2 separate regions of the Anas platyrhynchos genome follow, and region 1 is linked to region 2. A link is a contact called in public Hi-C data. All regions are on one chromosome and are shown on one strand. The core of a region is the stretch at or near the end of the contact, and the rest is flanking DNA. Distances in the headings are between cores, read along the strand shown. Region 1 overlaps LOC106015875 (a long non-coding RNA gene). Region 2 has its middle 18 kb from the start of ZC2HC1A.

Region 1 (2,700 bases), core at 187-2,686, 76 kb after region 2:
AGATCCTTAGAGCAAAATCAAGTTCTAACATGCAGAATCTCAAAACAGGAAGCCACATTGAGGATTTTTTTTTTTAGGTACAAGTTTAAGACAGCAAAAAAGAGGACATCTTTTAAAGCTGTGTGGTTGATTTTTATTAAAGGACTAGGTTTCCTTAGGCTGATTTACTCTATTATAGTATCTACACACTATATATATATGTGTATGTGTTTTTATGTGTATATATATGTACACTATACACTATACAGCATCTGCTAGTTCAACTAGTAATAAATATGTAAACATTTATTATTTGTTTTGATTAGTTGCATGAATTTGAATAAGCAGGTAAGGAAAACAGGGTGGAACCATAATTTAATTATCTGTGTCATAAGCCAATTTAAAGTAGGTGTTCTGTTTTGCTAAAGCTTATGTTAAGTAAAGCTCATCACTTAGGATGTGGATAAGTGAAGCAGCTCTCAGGCTCTGGCTTGTAATGACTGCAGAGCAGCACAAATTAGGTAGAAACATGGGAATAAATAATTACGTTGAAGGATCTAGCAAAATAAGAGCATCTAAGCAGAATCAGAAAATAATGCTTCAATAGAGGGCAGTCCATTTAATAAACTATTTTTTAATATTTATTTTTGCTTCATATTCCTCTTATCAGTCAGTCATCATTATTCATCATTAAATACACTTGTATTTGAAATTGGCATAAACTGTTTTGTGGGCTTTGCTTGTTTGCTGATGGGTGAACAGCACAGAAATACGTTAGGCAAATGTTAGTCTTCATGGGCTTCTCACTTTTATCAATAAAAAATAAAGCTTTGGAATTCAGTTCATTTGTATTTTTCTCATACCAATAGAACACCTTGCACAAGCATCAATTAGGAAGTAAGATATGGCTAAGTCAAAATTGCACTAAATCTATTCTGTAGTAATATAACACTGAAATAAGGCAAATATCATTAGCATGTGAACAACACTTTATATATGTTTGTGGAATAAATAAAATTAAGATGATAAGATTTTCAATTACAGTCTTTTGTGCTGAGACACATAAAAGCTGTTATGTACCAGCTGCAGGTTGGTTTATAATTTTCATCATTTTTCTTTTCTAACGAGTTGGAAAAAGTAAGAGAAAGAAATACAGCAACACTGAAATAATCTGGTTGGTTACACCTGCAGTAGTAATAGAATCGAGTTGGGGCTTGTTCACTGCACACTGCTCTGTATGGCTGAATTCTTCCTCCACTTCTTGCCCAAGCAGGATAGTGCCAGCCAGTCTGCCAGTTGAACTGGTACTGTCCCTGAACTAAGCATGGGCGCTGCTGTCTGGGAAAAGACCAGCTTTCTTTTTTTTTTTTTTTTTTTTCCCAGCCAAATTAGGCACTGTATGCGGTTGCAGAACAGCACCAAAGCTATGTCTTGGTCATGATGAGTGTTCAATAGCCAACTCACTATTGAATGGGCTACTTTCTTGCCCAGAGATTTTACAAGTCTGAATCATCAGGGCAGGCAAAGATTGACTGAAGAAACTTCTGTGGAAAGCATTGTACCACTGTGCATGTGAAGTATCAAAGAAATGTTCCTGCTCGGAGCTCATCTTGTGAGCAGTTGGCAGCAGGACTCAGAGCTCAAAGATATTGCAGTGATCATTGTATAGCAATATCTGGTGATTGTTATTTAGCACCAGTGAAGGTCTTGGGTATATAGAGAGAACAAGGTAGTTTTCATGACTAAGAGCATTCTTTTGTATTGAGAGTTGGGGCAAGTTCACAAGAGGTGTCCTTCTTTGGAGGCAAAATTGAAGGCTATAACATCTGGCTATATCCAGATTCATCGTTCACAAGAGCCAAAGTAATTTATATGGATTTTGTTCAAAGTTTTCTGTTAGTTAAGGTAAAATAAAAATAACTAATACGAAGCCTGAGATACTGGTAGACTTGCAAGTTTAACTTTTATATATAGAAAATCCAGCTCTTGATCACTCTTTCAAAACTCTGTTTTCTGTCACTGCTGATTACACTTGCCATAGTACAGTGGTTCCCCCCGACCACCTCTGTCACCGCTTCCCTTAATCTGGATTAAATAAATGGATGACATATCACAGCAAGGCTATGTGTTCTGAATAGTGTAAATTCCACTGTGCAGGGCAAACAGCTTTAAATATAATGAGTATTGTTATATTTAAAAGTAAAAGAGAGTGTTTTTTTTTTTAACTTTGAGAAAAATGGATTTTTGCATTTGTTCAGAGCTCTGCTTTTATCCAAAAAACATGAGCTCTTCACTGAAGTACATTTTAATCCTAAGAATTGATGTCTCTTGCAGTATATAATGGCCTATAATTTTCCTCCCACTTCAGCATAATGAATGCAATCATTTATTTATTCTTTTGTTCATATTTTGTATGAAGTTCTTAATTATTGAATTATTAGACTTATTAGTAATGCAAATATTATTTTTCTTTCTGAAATTTCTGTTTTCATTGACTTTCCAAAAGAAGCATTTGGTCTTCTTTAGATAGTGTAAACTACTTCTCTTTAAGCAATTCATAATTTGCCCAAGTTTGCTTAATGTTAGACAATGCATACCTCCAATTCAGAATTATTGGATTCCATCTTAAGATAGTGTAGGCTTACATTAGCTAACAATCTAAAAAATTCACACAATATTTCTTGAAATATCCTGGAGAGGGAAGAATGCTTTAAAACTATG
Region 2 (2,700 bases), core at 46-2,545:
CCCAACTTTCTGGAAGAACGAAGATTTTAGGAGGCAGTTCTTATCTCAGTAGGCTCATACTCAGAACTCGCATTTAGAGCTTAGTCAAAAGCAATCTCTGCGGAGAACTCTTCCCTCCCTTCCCACCCCCCAACATTTATTTCAGCTTTCTGGTAAGGAAAAATGATTATGTCAGCTTATGGCTAAAAGATAACTACTGAAAGAAAGGGTTGACTATTTTAGTTTAGTTTAGTTTAGTTATTTTTTATGTGTGAAGCTTCAAGGGTATATACTACACCTTTACTTCATGTATAGCACATTTGTACTTCCTAATGGTGCAGCCTGACAGTCTAGTTCATAGAAATCACAGATTTCAAAGCCTAAGCTGTCAAACTACAGCATAAAAGTTTTTAAGACAAAATTGCTTACTTTCCTGTGATGTATCTGAAATAGGTGTACTATCTTTACTGCAATGTACTTGGTAACATGATGTTACGTCTCCATAGTACACATGATCATACATACACCTTTGAATTAAATAGTTTATTTTTTTAAACAAAGACAAAAGAAATCTCAGCCTGCCTGGAGTAGTAAAACATTGTAATGCTCATGAAAAAACGTGTTCTGCTTTTCTTTTTGCTGAAATTGAAAAAATAATGACTGAATTACAATGTGATTTTAGCTGGTGAGTCAAGTGACTTTTCCAGTTGGAGAAGTTGTGCTGTTCAACTCATTAAAGATGACAAAGATATGCAATACATAATGTATATCTGTAATCCCTCTATATATAAAGTTACATATATATGATAAAGATGTATATAAATGTAGCTAGTATATCTCTAGGTATATCTAATAATCTTTCTTGCATCTAATATCTATATCTAATTATATAGATAATAGATTAGATAGATAGAGATAGAGATAGAGATAGAGATAGAGATAGAGATAGAGATAGAGATAGAGATAGAGATAGAGATGATATAGATAGATATAGATATAGATATAGATATAGATTAGATATAGATATAGATATAGATGATATAGATATAGATAGATATAGATAGATAGCTACAGATGGATGGCTGTTGATGGACCACAAGATTCAAGAAACAAGTAATAGGAAAGGGAGCCTTTCACTCTTCTGAACTCATTCAGCTCTTAAGTGGGCAAAACCTGTTACTACTGGCTGAGTAGTAGAATAGATTGATGTTCTTAGTTGGCAAGCCTCCATATAATGTAAAAAACCTCACTGAGATATTTCTGAAACTCTTCCTAAGTGTTCTCTGTGCTGTAGACAAAACAGAAGAATAACAAAATCTGAATTTTCACCTTGAATCTGTTAGATACAGTGCAGACACTTCCCTGAAAGAGTGTGTTCCTTGTGTGAAGATAAAGTTCAAAAAGGATTTATTTTTATTTTAAACTAAAAGAGGCCCTAGTGGGCTAATCTTTGAAGTATTAAAAGTAGACACCTCAGACTCAAAGTCAATGTATTCAAAGTCTTCAGAAAGTGGAAAATAAAGTAAAGAGGCTGAAATTTCCCTACAATGTATTCAAGAAAGGAAACTACAAACTGTGCTCCTCTCATTTAGAGTCTCAAGTGAGCTGTACAGTAGATCTTTGAGACTAGCAGAAGTCTTTTAAATGAAATATATTTTTGTATTTTTCTGTATATGGTAAAATGAAATGCATGAATGAGTATATATTCCAATGCAATTTGAATTGTAATTGAAGATGGAAGAATAGAAAATAGAAGTATTTCAATAGTTCATTGAGTTCTAGGATTTAAGGAAAAATTAAAGGATTTATAGAGAAATCATACAGTTTCTTTTGTAATTCTTCATCTCTTCATCAAAGAAGATGTTCGCAAAAGATCTGCAGTTTTCAGGTAAAGTTTTCAGGTGCACTGGTTTAAAAAAAGAAAAAGAAAAAAGAAAAAAAGGAAAATACTTTATCACAATGTGCTAGATTGCTCTGGGAATATCAACAGGAACAGGAACATCATGATCTAGCAAACAAAGAATACCGTATAAGCAGAGGTTTCAAAGAGTCTTGAAACTAAGAATGCAGAATAGAACAAACTAAAGACTGAATCCTAGCTTGTGGTAAAATCATTCTTGTTAGAAATACTCTTTCAGTTTTCTCTGCCCATAAAAATGGTTGTGGCCAAGTTATCCACCATGACAAGTACAAACTCACATGGTGGGTATTGAACATAATATGTTAAAAATAAAACAATTGCTGTCTGCAGTGGGGCTACTGGTGTTCAACTCGCTAATGCATGATTTGGTAGAGAAAAGAAGAGCAGAACAAAACACAGAAAATCAATGTCATTGAGGAAAAAAATATTTACTCATTTTTTGTGGGGATCATATCGTGGACAGATATATAGGTGGCACAATGACAAAAATAGAAGTAATGACAAAAGAAGTTATTGACAATACAAGTCAATTTACAGCACAACAAACCATTCTGATGTCTCCTGTTGTTACAGGGTTCTGTAAACCATACCAAGAAGAGAGGAAAGTGTCTATATGAAGGTCTTGGAAAAAGCAGAGAGAAATGTCCATATCTGGTAAATAGCCAGAGAAAAAGATCACTTTACTCATATATAAAAAATGGATTGGTAAAAAAGTAATAGATTATACACAATTATACTGAACCCCCATGCTAAATACTGTATTCAATTCCAGACATTGCCAGTGATCTATTTAGTTATGA

Evidence for each region. Hi-C and Micro-C count contacts between places; a contact is called where the count stands out from the background.
Region 1: a Hi-C map of skeletal muscle shows a contact between it and region 2, with 2.0 times the contacts expected there. The contact joins two enhancer-like sites. A contact is called at or near these places in 4 of 8 Hi-C or Micro-C datasets (F1 follicle, liver, skeletal muscle and 1 more).

What each region holds. Positions count from the first base shown.
Region 1 is chr2:30,742,020-30,744,719 of IASCAAS_PekinDuck_T2T, forward strand. The region is part of intron 2 of LOC106015875 (a long non-coding RNA gene); the gene reads left to right. Among named protein-coding and RNA genes, the nearest start is that of PKIA, 21 kb to the left of the region's middle. Within about 2 kb of position 1,437, at least 1 of the 8 cell types and tissues checked has an H3K27ac peak or open chromatin away from gene starts, as enhancers often do.
Region 2 is chr2:30,666,591-30,669,290 of IASCAAS_PekinDuck_T2T, forward strand. No RefSeq gene overlaps it. Among named protein-coding and RNA genes, the nearest start is that of ZC2HC1A, 18 kb to the left of the region's middle. Within about 2 kb of position 1,296, at least 2 of the 8 cell types and tissues checked have an H3K27ac peak or open chromatin away from gene starts, as enhancers often do.